Regions from separate parts of the Hordeum vulgare genome. Here region 2 is linked to region 1. The links are chromatin contacts, called in public Hi-C maps. All regions are on one chromosome and are shown on one strand. The core of a region is the stretch at or near the end of the contact, and the rest is flanking DNA. Distances in the headings are between cores, read along the strand shown.

The links. A called contact is a pair of places that touch in the nucleus more often than the background predicts.
Region 2: a Hi-C map of seedling shows a contact between it and region 1, with 1.7 times the contacts expected there. The contact joins the promoter of LOC123413261 here to the promoter of LOC123407740 in region 1. A contact is called at or near these places in 1 of 6 Hi-C or Micro-C datasets (seedling) and 1 of 1 datasets of contacts at active chromatin or transcription factors (embryo).

Annotation. Positions count from the first base shown.
Region 1 is chr7H:101,994,726-102,000,058 of MorexV3_pseudomolecules_assembly, forward strand. It overlaps LOC123407740, which reads left to right and starts at 1,284. Exons shown (of 1, transcript XM_045100940.1): 1 at 1,284-3,584. The coding sequence starts at 1,575. The coding sequence ends at 2,063. LOC123412679 (nucleolin-like) reads right to left here and starts at 1,038. Exons shown (of 11, transcript XM_045105624.1): 1 at 5-1,038. The coding sequence starts at 944.
Region 2 is chr7H:102,135,494-102,140,895 of MorexV3_pseudomolecules_assembly, forward strand. It overlaps LOC123413261 (phosphoacetylglucosamine mutase), which reads left to right and starts at 4,152. Exons shown (of 8, transcript XM_045106198.1): 1 at 4,152-4,635; 2 at 4,945-5,064; 3 at 5,164-5,306; 4 at 5,390-5,402. The coding sequence starts at 4,300.

The sequences.
Region 1 (5,333 bases), core at 34-2,533:
TTACCATCTGGGGCGGCACCTTCTCCCGGGAGCTCTGTAGTATCCTCTTCCATTGCATCCTCTTCAACTTCCTCCTCTTCTGCCTCTTCCATTGCATCCTCTTCAACTTCCTCCTCTTCTGCCTCTTCCATTGCATCCTCTTCAGCTTCCTCCTCTTCTGCCTCTTCTAGTCCATCATCCACATTAGCGGCCTCCTCTACCACGGCAGACTCCAACCCTGTAACTTCACCGCCGCCCTCCTTGGATACCGTTACCATTGATTTCTCCTCATCACCGCCATCCACAGTCGCCGTCTTCTCCGACCCAGCCGCCAGAACGGTATCCTTCTCATCATGCTCGACTTCATCGGATTCCTCCTCAGCGTCCTCAGCATCCTCCTCCGCGTCCTCTAGATCCTCCTCCGCTTCCTCGGGATCATCCTCCGCATCAGGGTCCTCCTCCTCCAACACCTCCTCATCCGGCTCCTCCTCGTAGGCTTCCTCCTCTAGGGACTCCGCCCCGGTGGCCTCCTCACGCCCCACCTCACCGAGATCCTCCACCGCCATCTTGTCGTTCCCGCCACCATCCTCCGCAACCGTAACACTAGCCTCCGCCGACTCGGGAGGGGTCGCCGACACAACCGGAGGGGGCGCCGGGGAGGTATCTGGCGGGGCGGCCGCGGGAGTGGTCTCCGCCGCAACAGGAGGGGGCGCCGGGGATCTCTCTGCGGTAGCGGACGCGGGAGGTGTCTCCGCCGCAACAGGAGGGGGCGCCGGGGAGGTATCTGGCGGGGCGGCCGCGGGAGTGGTCTCCGCCGCAACCGGAGGGGGCGCCGGGGATCTCTCTGGGGTGGCGGACGCGGGAGGAGTCTCCGCCGCAACCGGAGGGGGCGCCGAGGAGCTCTCTGGGGAGGCGGCCGCAGCCCGCGGCCGCCGCCGGGGTTTCCTGGCTTTGGCCGGAGGCATGGGGAAGGTCGCCGAGGGTTTGCTGTGTAAGGTTCGGTGTCGTGGTTCGACGGTGAGGTTGGAGATTGGAGTTTGGAGATATGTTACGACCTCTGCCTCCCACGGCCTGCCTACAGCGAGCGCCTCTACTCCAACGGCCCGTCGTCACTACTGGGCTGGAGTGCCTTTCGTCTGATCAAGCCCAACAGCCGGTTTGCAGCCCAAGACTGAGACACCACACGCTAGGTTAAGAAGGCGTCGATCCCTCGTGCGCGAGGGTGTGGTTGATGTATTTCGTACCTGTCGGCGGCTTCTCTCTCTTGAACCCCCTTCTTCCTCTCGCGTGAACCTCGGATTCGGCTGAATCCTTGTATCAAACCGGTGATTGAGAGTAAATCCCACTTGAAGCGTAATAATTGGTGTGAGAGCCACTCCGATCTTCACGAAATTTTTCCACGTCATCAATCTGGCCGGCCGATTTCCCTCCATCATCCAGACCCAACACGGAAAAACCGCATCCATGGAGGAAACCAACAAGGCATTGGCTAATCTGACGGCGACGATCACCGCCATGTCCGCCCAGCTCAGCGAGATCCACCCGCCGTTCTTGAGCTCCAAGGGTGGAGGCCGACGATCGAGCGTTCAGTAGACATGGAGGTCACGAAGTTGCGTCAGAGCATCCACGCGATGCGCACGGCGCCCGCATCAGCCCCTGATCCGGCGCTGACCAAGGAGAAGGAGACGGCACCGCTGATCCGCCTCGCGAATCTGTCGCCCATGCTTCATCCGCGGCGAACGCATCTGTGCATCGACCAGGCGAGTAGCTACAAGCTCGTGGTGATTGCACTCATGGGCCCATCGTCCACGACGTTTGCAACGGATCTACGGGGGAAATCGTTGAGGGAGACACACACACCCCCACGGTTGCCTCCGACCAAGGTTGAGCGGGCGGAGACCGTTCCAAGTGAACCAGACTGTTGTGTGTTGTCCAAGGAAGCCCTGGAAGGAGCAGAATCACCCATGATAATGTGTTTGCATGGCTGGGTGCAGCAATGCGAAGTTCTGATGCTGGTGGACTCTGGATCATCTCATAGTTTCATCAATTCATCTTTGGCTCACCAATTGCAAGGGGTCCAGTAGGCGCGTCACCCCTTGTCTGTGTGTGTGGCAAATGGAGGCATTATTCGCAGTGATCAAGAGATACCGGGGTGTGAGTGGCGTTCTCAAGGGGTCAAATTCACCACCAACCTCAAGATTCTGCCCCTCGGGTGTTATGATGTGATTTTGGGGATTGATTGGCTGGCCTGTAATATCCCTATGCAAGTACGTTGGTTGGAGAAGACAATGAATTTTTAGCACCAAGGGAAGTGTGTGCACCTCTTTGAAGTCCGCGCGGATGTCACTCGTTGTGACCTCATCTCCGGAACAGAACTCCACATCCTGCTTGACCGAGATGCAGTCATCACAGTCGTCCAACTATGTGCCGCTCCTCAGGACATGGAGCAGCCACAGATTTCGGAGGCTTTGGGCGAGCTGATTGAGCAGTTTGGGGTCTTGTTTGAAGAGCCTAAAGGATTGCCACCGCAGATCTTTTGATCATTCCATTCCTCTGGCCCTTGATGCAAGACCTATGAATCTGCGCCCCTACAGGCACAGCCCAGCGCAAAAAAGATGAGGTGGAGAGGTAGGTGGCACGATGTTAGAGCAAGGCATCATTCGGCTAAGTGTGAGTCCATTCGCGTCGCAGGTCCTATTGGTGCAGAAGAAAGACCTCACTTGGCGGTTCTGCGTGGACTACCGGCATCTCAACGCCATCACGGTCAAAAATCGCTACCCACTACCTGTGATCAAAGAGATTTTGGACGAACTAGCAGGATCTCGTCTGTTTACTAGCTTGGATCTTCGTGTGGGGTACCACCAAATTCGGATGAGGCATGAAGATGAGCATAAAACAACGTTTAAAACACACCATGGGCACTTTGAATTCAAGGTCATGCCTTATGGCGTCACTGGTGGACCAGCCACATTCCAGGGAGGCATGAACATTGTACCGTCTCCCCTGCTCCAGAAAGGCGTGCTGGTATTCATCGATGACATCTTGATCCACAACGCACACGAGGATGCACACCTCAGTCTGTTATGACAAGTCTTCCAACTGCTCAAAGACCACAACCTGAAGATCAAACGTAGCAAATGCTCTTTTGCTCGACCAAAACTACTGTACTTGGGGCATGAGATCAGCGGTGATGGTGTTCGCACAGATCGCAAGAACATTGCAGCAGTTCAAAACTGGCTAGTCCCTACTAGTGTCAAAGGAGTGCGGGGATTTATGGGTCTTGTTGGGTATTATCGCAAGTTTGTGCATGGTTTTGCCGTCACCTGTCGACCACTTAAGGATCTTCTCAAGAAAGGTGTCGTATTTCGATGGATGGAGCTGGAGGATGGTGCCTTTCGGGCTCTTCAGGAGGCGTTGATCACGACACCAGTGTTGGCAGTGCCCAATTTTACCAGACCCTTTGAGCTAGAAACAGATGCATCAAACTATGGCATCGGGGCAGTGTTGTCTTAGGATAAGCACTCTATCGGGTACTTGAGTCGTGCTTTGGGACCATGTAACAGGATGCTTAGCACATTTGAGAATGAAGGCTTGGTGATTTTGCTGGCAGTAGACCATTGGAGAACTTATGTGTAAAATGATGAATTCACAGTACACACGGGCCAGCGGAGCGTGATTCATGTGGAAGACCAGCGACTGGCCACCCCTTAGCAGCAAAAGATCATGACAAAGATGTTCGGCCTGAGGTACCGCATCGTGTACAAAAAAGGTATGGACAACCGGGCCGCTGATTCTCTTTCATGCATGCTCGTACCTCCCCATGGTGACCTTGCAACCATCACTACAGTTATGCCAGCTTGGCTGGAAGCAGTCCGGCAAGGTTACCAAGATGACCCCGCAGCTAGGGCCTGTTGACTCGGTTGGCCACTCGCAAAGATCACCCAGATAGCTAATCGCTCCAAGATGGCATTATTCGGCAGCACGGGCGGGTTTGGCTGGGTGACAATGTGGACCTCCAAAAGCAAGTGTTGGATGCCCTTCATGCAGGCGCTATTGGTGGCCATTCGTGGTTCAATGCCACTCACAAAAGAGTGCAATGACTGTTCACTTGGCCAGGACTCAAACATAATGTCAAGCTCTTCGTCGAGGCATGCCAAGTATGCAAGCAAGCCAAGCCCGAGCCCGTCCGCTACCCGAGCTTCCTCGAACCCCTGCCCGTACCAACACAAGCATGGCATATGATCACATTGGACTTCGTGGAGGTCCTTCCCCGTTCCTCGGGTTACAATTATGTATTGGTGGTTGATAACCCACAAGTATAGGGGGGCGCAACAGTTTTCGAGGGTAGTGTATTCAACCCAAATTTATTGATTCGACTCAAGGGGGGCAAAGAATATTCTTGAGTATTAGCAGCTGAGTTGTCAATTCAACCACACTTGAAAGACTTAATATCTGCAGCAAAGTATTTAGTAGCAAAGTAGTATGGAAGTAACGGTAACGGTGGCAAACGTGATAGTAGCAGTTTTGTAGTGATTGTAACAGTAGCAACGGTAAAGTAACTTAGCAAAGATCAATATGTGGAAAGCTCATAGGCAATGGATCAGTGATTGATAATTATGTTGGATGACATTCATCATGCAATAGTCATAACATAGGGTAATAAAGAACTAGCTCCAATTCATCAATGTAATGTAGGCATGTATTCCATATATAGTCATACGTGCTTATGGAAAAGAACTTGCATGACATCTTTTGTCCTACCCTACCGTGGCAGCGGGGTCCTAATGGAAAATAAGGGATATTAAGGCCTCCTTTTAATAGAGAACGGAGCCAAAGCATTAGCACTTAGTGAATACATGAACTCCTCAAACTACGGTAATCATCGGAAAGAATCTCGGTTATTGTCACCCTGGGGGATGCGGATCATAACTCGTAATAGGTGTCTACAACTTGCAAGATAGGATCAAGAACACATATATATATTCATGAAAACATAATAGGTTCAGATATGAAATCATGGCACTCGGGCCCTAGTTGTTGCAAATATGCCCTAGAGGCAATAATAAAATGGTTATTATTATATTTCCTTGTTCATGATAATCGTCTATTGTTCATGCTATAATTGTATTAACAGGAAGCAGTAATACATGTGTGAATAAATAGATCACAATGTGTCCCTAGGAAGCCTCTAGATTGGCTAGCTCGTTGATCAATAGATGATCATGGTTTTCTGGTCATGGACATTGGACGTCATTGATAACGGGATCACATCATTGGGAGAATGATATGATGGTCAAGACCCAATCCTAAGCATAACACTAGATTGTGTTGTTCGTATGCTAAAGCTTTTCTAA
Region 2 (5,402 bases), core at 2,902-5,401, 140 kb after region 1:
GACGGTGTTGGCCCTCTATGCGGCCGGCGACGTGGCCATCCGGGAGCTTGAGCAGGCCGCCGTGGTGAAAGAGGAGGTCAAGGAGGAGGTGGTCGATGAGCCACCACTTGCCGCCTGGAACCCGCAGTTGCTAGGCCACCAGTGGGGCTGGTGGGCCACAATGCCGAAGATGGCCGACACGCTAGGTGTCATGCCATGGTCAACACCGCCGCCGTGATCACTCGGGCTGGAGTAGCTGCCATGGGAGGAGGTGGTGCAGGCGCCGGTAGTGCCTCTGGTCGACCTGACCAGCGACGACGACGAGTAGGACGACGCTCCCGAAGACGACGGCGGCCTCACCGGTGAGATGTGGCCTTAGTTTTTTAATATTTTATGGTTTATGTTTAATTAAAATGTATTAAACTTGGCTAGTGTGGATGTGTGGACGTTTAAATGTTTTTATTTATGTTTTTATATTATTTGCAATGGGCTTTGTCTTTTTTTGTCAAAATTCAAATCCACACATGCGGACACTTTGAGATGCGGCGGACCGGTTGGACGCATTAATGACAACATGATCGCAAACAGAGAGAGACGTGTTCGTTTTCCTACGCCAAATGAACGTATTTTGAACAAAATCCCGGGCTCGTCTACTCGGATCCTGGTCTGGGGCTCTTGGCAATCTCTTCGCACAACCATCTGAGAGCATCTCCAACAGGTGCGCAATGCGCGACGCGTTAAAAAGCGTTTACATCACGTGCATAGCCAGTTTTTTCATGCCGCGGAGCGCTGGCTCTAGCGGCCGCTGCAAAAAATTGTGCATGTGCCGCTCCAGCAGATGCGATAAACTACAACGCACGCGAATAGCCGACGCTTGCGATATGTTCATTTTGAAGACAATATGAATATGATGATATTTCAAACATCAAAACAAGACATAGCATAGTTTAAAATCACCCAACCAAGTTCATGACATCAAAGTTCAAAATCATGGCGCATCACATCATTATCCAACCAACTTCAAAATCACCCAACCAAGTTCATGACATAGAAGTTCACACAAACAAATGGAACATCAACAATCATGCTGCATCCTCATCTTCGTCCTTCCCTTCCTCCAATTCTTCATCCTCATCCGAAGACGATTCTCCCCCTCCTCTTCATTGTGTCGCGCCGCATCATCATGGGAAGCTCGGAAGGTGTTCACAAGATCTCCAACAGCATCATGCGAAGGTATGTGAGGCACACCAGAAGACATGCGTCCATCCATGTCACCTGGAGGTGCTCCCATGCCTTCCATGAGAGACGCAAAACTCCTGTCTCACATGGTATCTCTAAAGCCACCCATGCCTCCCATGCCCCCCCATGGTAGCTCCGTAGCCACACATTCCTCCCATGCCGCGCATGGTAGCTCTGAAGCCACCCATGCCTCCCATGGTAGCCATGCCTCCAATGCCACCCATGCCACCCATGCCTCCCATAGTAGCTCCCATGCCTCCCATGGCCATGGCTCTTTTTTGGACCAAGACTTCTTCACTGGCAAGATTGACGTACTCCTTTTGCTTCTCATCGAGGGTAGATGTGTCCATGAAGACCAAGTATTTGTCTCATTCCAACAATCTAGTTCGCTCCTCCGTGGCCAATTTCTTCTCCTCCAATTCATGTAAAAACAACAATGAAAAGAAGTGGGCGAAGTCATACCTTGTGGGCATTTCATCGAACACGTTGTGCGCATCGACCGTCGGTGCAACAAGTGAGCACGCCGACGCTTCGGACGTCGCCGCATCCATCGCACGCCATGCAAGTTTCTTCTTCGGACGCATAAAGGAGTCGTCCGCCGCTTTGTTCTTCTTCCCGGACACCTTACCCGCCTTCGCTACCGCCGCATTTGGGAGCTTCGAGAGGGGGGCACGTGGCTATTGGAAATATGCCATAGAGACAATAATAAAATAGTTATTATTATATTTCCTGTTTCAAGATAATCGTTTATTATCCATGCTAGAGTATTATTGAATGGAAACACAAATACATGTGTGGATGCATAGACAAAACACTGTCCCTAGTAAGTCTCTAATTGACTAGCTCGTTGATCAAAGATGGTTAAGGTTTCCTAGCCATAGACAAGCGTTGTCACTTGATAACGGGATCACATCATTAGGAGAATGATGTGATGGACAAGACCCGAACTATGAACGTAGCATGTGATCGTGTTAGTTTATTGCTACTGTTTTCTCCATGTCAAGTATACATTCCTATGGCCATGACGTCATGTAATTCACTAACACCGGAGAAATGCCTTGTGTATCAAACGTCGAAACATAACTCGGTGACTATAAAGGTGCTCTACAGGTATCTCCGAACGTGTCCGTTGAGTTAGCATGGATCAAGACTGTGATTTGTCACTCCGTATGACAGAGAGGTATCTCGGGGCCCACTCGGTAATACAACATCACAAACAAGCCTTGCAAGCAATGCGACTAAAGAGTTAACCACGAGATATTGTATTACGGAACGAGTAAAGAGACTTGCGAATAACAAGATTGAAATAGGTATAGAGATACCGACGATCGAATCTCGGGCAAGTAACATACCGAAGGACAAAGGGAATGTTATACGGGATTAACTGAATCCTTGACATAGAGGTTCAACCGATAAAGATCTTCATATAATATGTAGGAGCCAATATGGACATCCAGGTCCCGCTATTGGTTATTGACCGGAGAGTGTCTCAGGTCATGTCTGCATAGTTCTCGGACCTGCAGGGTCTGCACACTTAAGGTTCGGTGACGTTTTGGTATTATTGAGTTATGTATGTTCGTGACCGGAAGTTGTTCGGAGTCTCGTATGAGATCCTGGACGTCACGAGGAGCTTCGGAATGGTCCAGAGGTAAAGATTGATATATAGGAAAGTTGCATTTGGCTTCCGGAAAAATTTCGGACATTACCGGTAAAGTACCGGGAGTGACAAATGGCTTCCGTGTTTTTACCAGGAGGGGCACCCACCCGGGAGAGGACCTAATAGGCCTAGAGGTGGCGCACCAGCCCCTAGTGGGATGGTGCGGCCAACCCAACAAACCTATTTTTCGACCAAGGTGCAAAAATAAAAGGAAAGGAAAAAAGGAATGAGGTGGCCAAGTAGGAAGGGAGTCCTCCACCGAACCGAATTGGAGGAGGAATCTCCTCCCTTGGCTCGGTCGAACCCTCTTCCTTGGAGTAGGAGGCAAGGCAACCCTCCCTCCTATTCCTCCTATATATAGTGGAGATTTTGAGTGCAAACTACAACAGAAAAGCCACGTGCTCCCCTCTCCTCCATAGATCGTCTCCCTCGTCTAGATTAGTCCGGCATAGCTTGACGAAGCCCTGCTGGATTACTTCACCACCACCACCGCCATGCCGTCGTGCTGCCGGAGAACTCATCTACCTCTCTGCCTCTCTTGCTGGATCAAGAAGGCGGAGATCGTCATCGAGTTGTACGTGTGCTGAACGCGGAGGTGTCGTCCGTTCGACGCTAGATCGGGACGGAGTTCGTGGGACGGCTTGCGATTTGGATCGTGAAGACATTCGACTACATTAACCGCGTTTCTTAACGCTCCCCACTTAGCGATCTACAAGGTATGTGGATCCGATCTCCCCTCTCGTAGATGATCATCACCATGGATAGGTCTTCCGTGTGCGTAGGATTTTTTTGTTTCCCATGCAACGTTCCCCAACAATGGCTTCACGACGGACGCGATGCGACGGCACCCACCGCCGAGGTCGACCGTGGCGCCATGAAAAGGCCGCGCGTGAGACCGGTGCTTGGAGGAGCACCGACGAAGGCGAAGCCAAAGCTCTTCAAGCTAGGGTTTGCGACGACGACGACGGCGGCGGCAGCGGTGGGGTCGCGGGTGCAGGAAGGGGTGATGAGGATGTTAGCGTGGCCGTTCATCAGGCGAATTCACCGGCGCAAACGTGGGTGGGGCGAAAACGGCACGGCTGGAGAGTGTGCAGCGTGCAAGAGCGAACGCATGAAATAAACAGTGTGCGATGCCATTTCATTCTGAACACTGAACCGTTTTTATCACGCTCGTATTTTTTACGTCTTAACTTGAGCGTTCGAAATGGCTGCGCAAAAACTGTATTTTTCCAGAGCACGGCCCTCATATCTTGAGGGTTTTGGAGATGCTCTAAAGTGAACCATCAACTGATCAACATTCGGTTCACCTCTTCCGAGTCAACTTCGACTCCGACCTTCCCAGCTCCAGTCCAACCCAGCCAGCTAGGCTCGCTGCCCCGTCGCATCCCTGCTTCCCAACGCCGTCCAGATCCGCCCCTGCCGCCATGGCCGACCCAGGAGACGAGCAGCGCGCGGCCCTGATCGCCGCGGCGTCTCTCTTCCCCGTGCCGGACGGCGCGACCTTCTCCTACGGGACGGCGGGGTTCCGCGCCGACGGGAGCACCATGGCCCCCGCGGTGTGCCGCGCCGGGATCGTGGCGGCGCTGCGCTCCGTGAAGCTGGGCGGCGCCGCCGTCGGGCTGGTCATCACGGCGTCGCACAACCCCGTCGGCGACAACGGCGTCAAGATCGTGGACGCCGACGGCGGCATGATGTCGCAGGCCTGGGAGCCCTTCTCCGACGCCCTCGCCAATGCCCCCACCCCCGACGCCCTCCTGCAGGTAGCTGAAAGATCAACTCAGCTGAGTTCTATACAGTTCTTCCTGCTCGTGCATACTTGCTGTATCTCTTACGTTGATTTGAATTCATAATGCCTCAGTTAGTTGGATAATAAAGAGGTCTAGCGATGCTAATTGTAGTATTGTACTGATGATGTTTGAAAGCCAAACCAGGATAGGATGCCTCGATTTTAGCATTGGATTGGACTAGTGGGATGCCTAAGATGTTCAGTTTATTCAGATTACTACTCGTAGTTCCTACCAACCTTCTCCTTCGTTATCACATTCCCTTGGGTCTTTGTTTATTTGCAGCTGGTGCTTCAGTTTGCAAAGGATGAAGGGATCACACTTGGTGGAGGTCACTCGGCACAAGTGCTGCTGGCAAGAGACACGAGGCCTACCGGAGAGTACCTCCTCGACGTTGCAACCAAAGTATGGCATTAACCCCCTCTGTTATGTTTTAGTAATAGTACGGACATATCTGTTGGTTGAGTTGATCTGATTATACTTATCTAAAACACTTTCGTGAAGGGTATAAGCGCAATAGTAGGTTCAGTTGCACTTGACATGGGGATCCTGACAACTCCACAGCTACACTGGATGGTTCGGAACAAAAACAAAGGATTGAAAGCCTCTGAAGCAGATTATTTCACACAAATCACCGAGTCATTCAGGTCGTTTGTCATTCCTGCACGTGTAATCAGTCACGGAGAACACTGCATTATTTGCTGAACAATTGCATTGATTGGCACAACAGGCATTTATTGGAA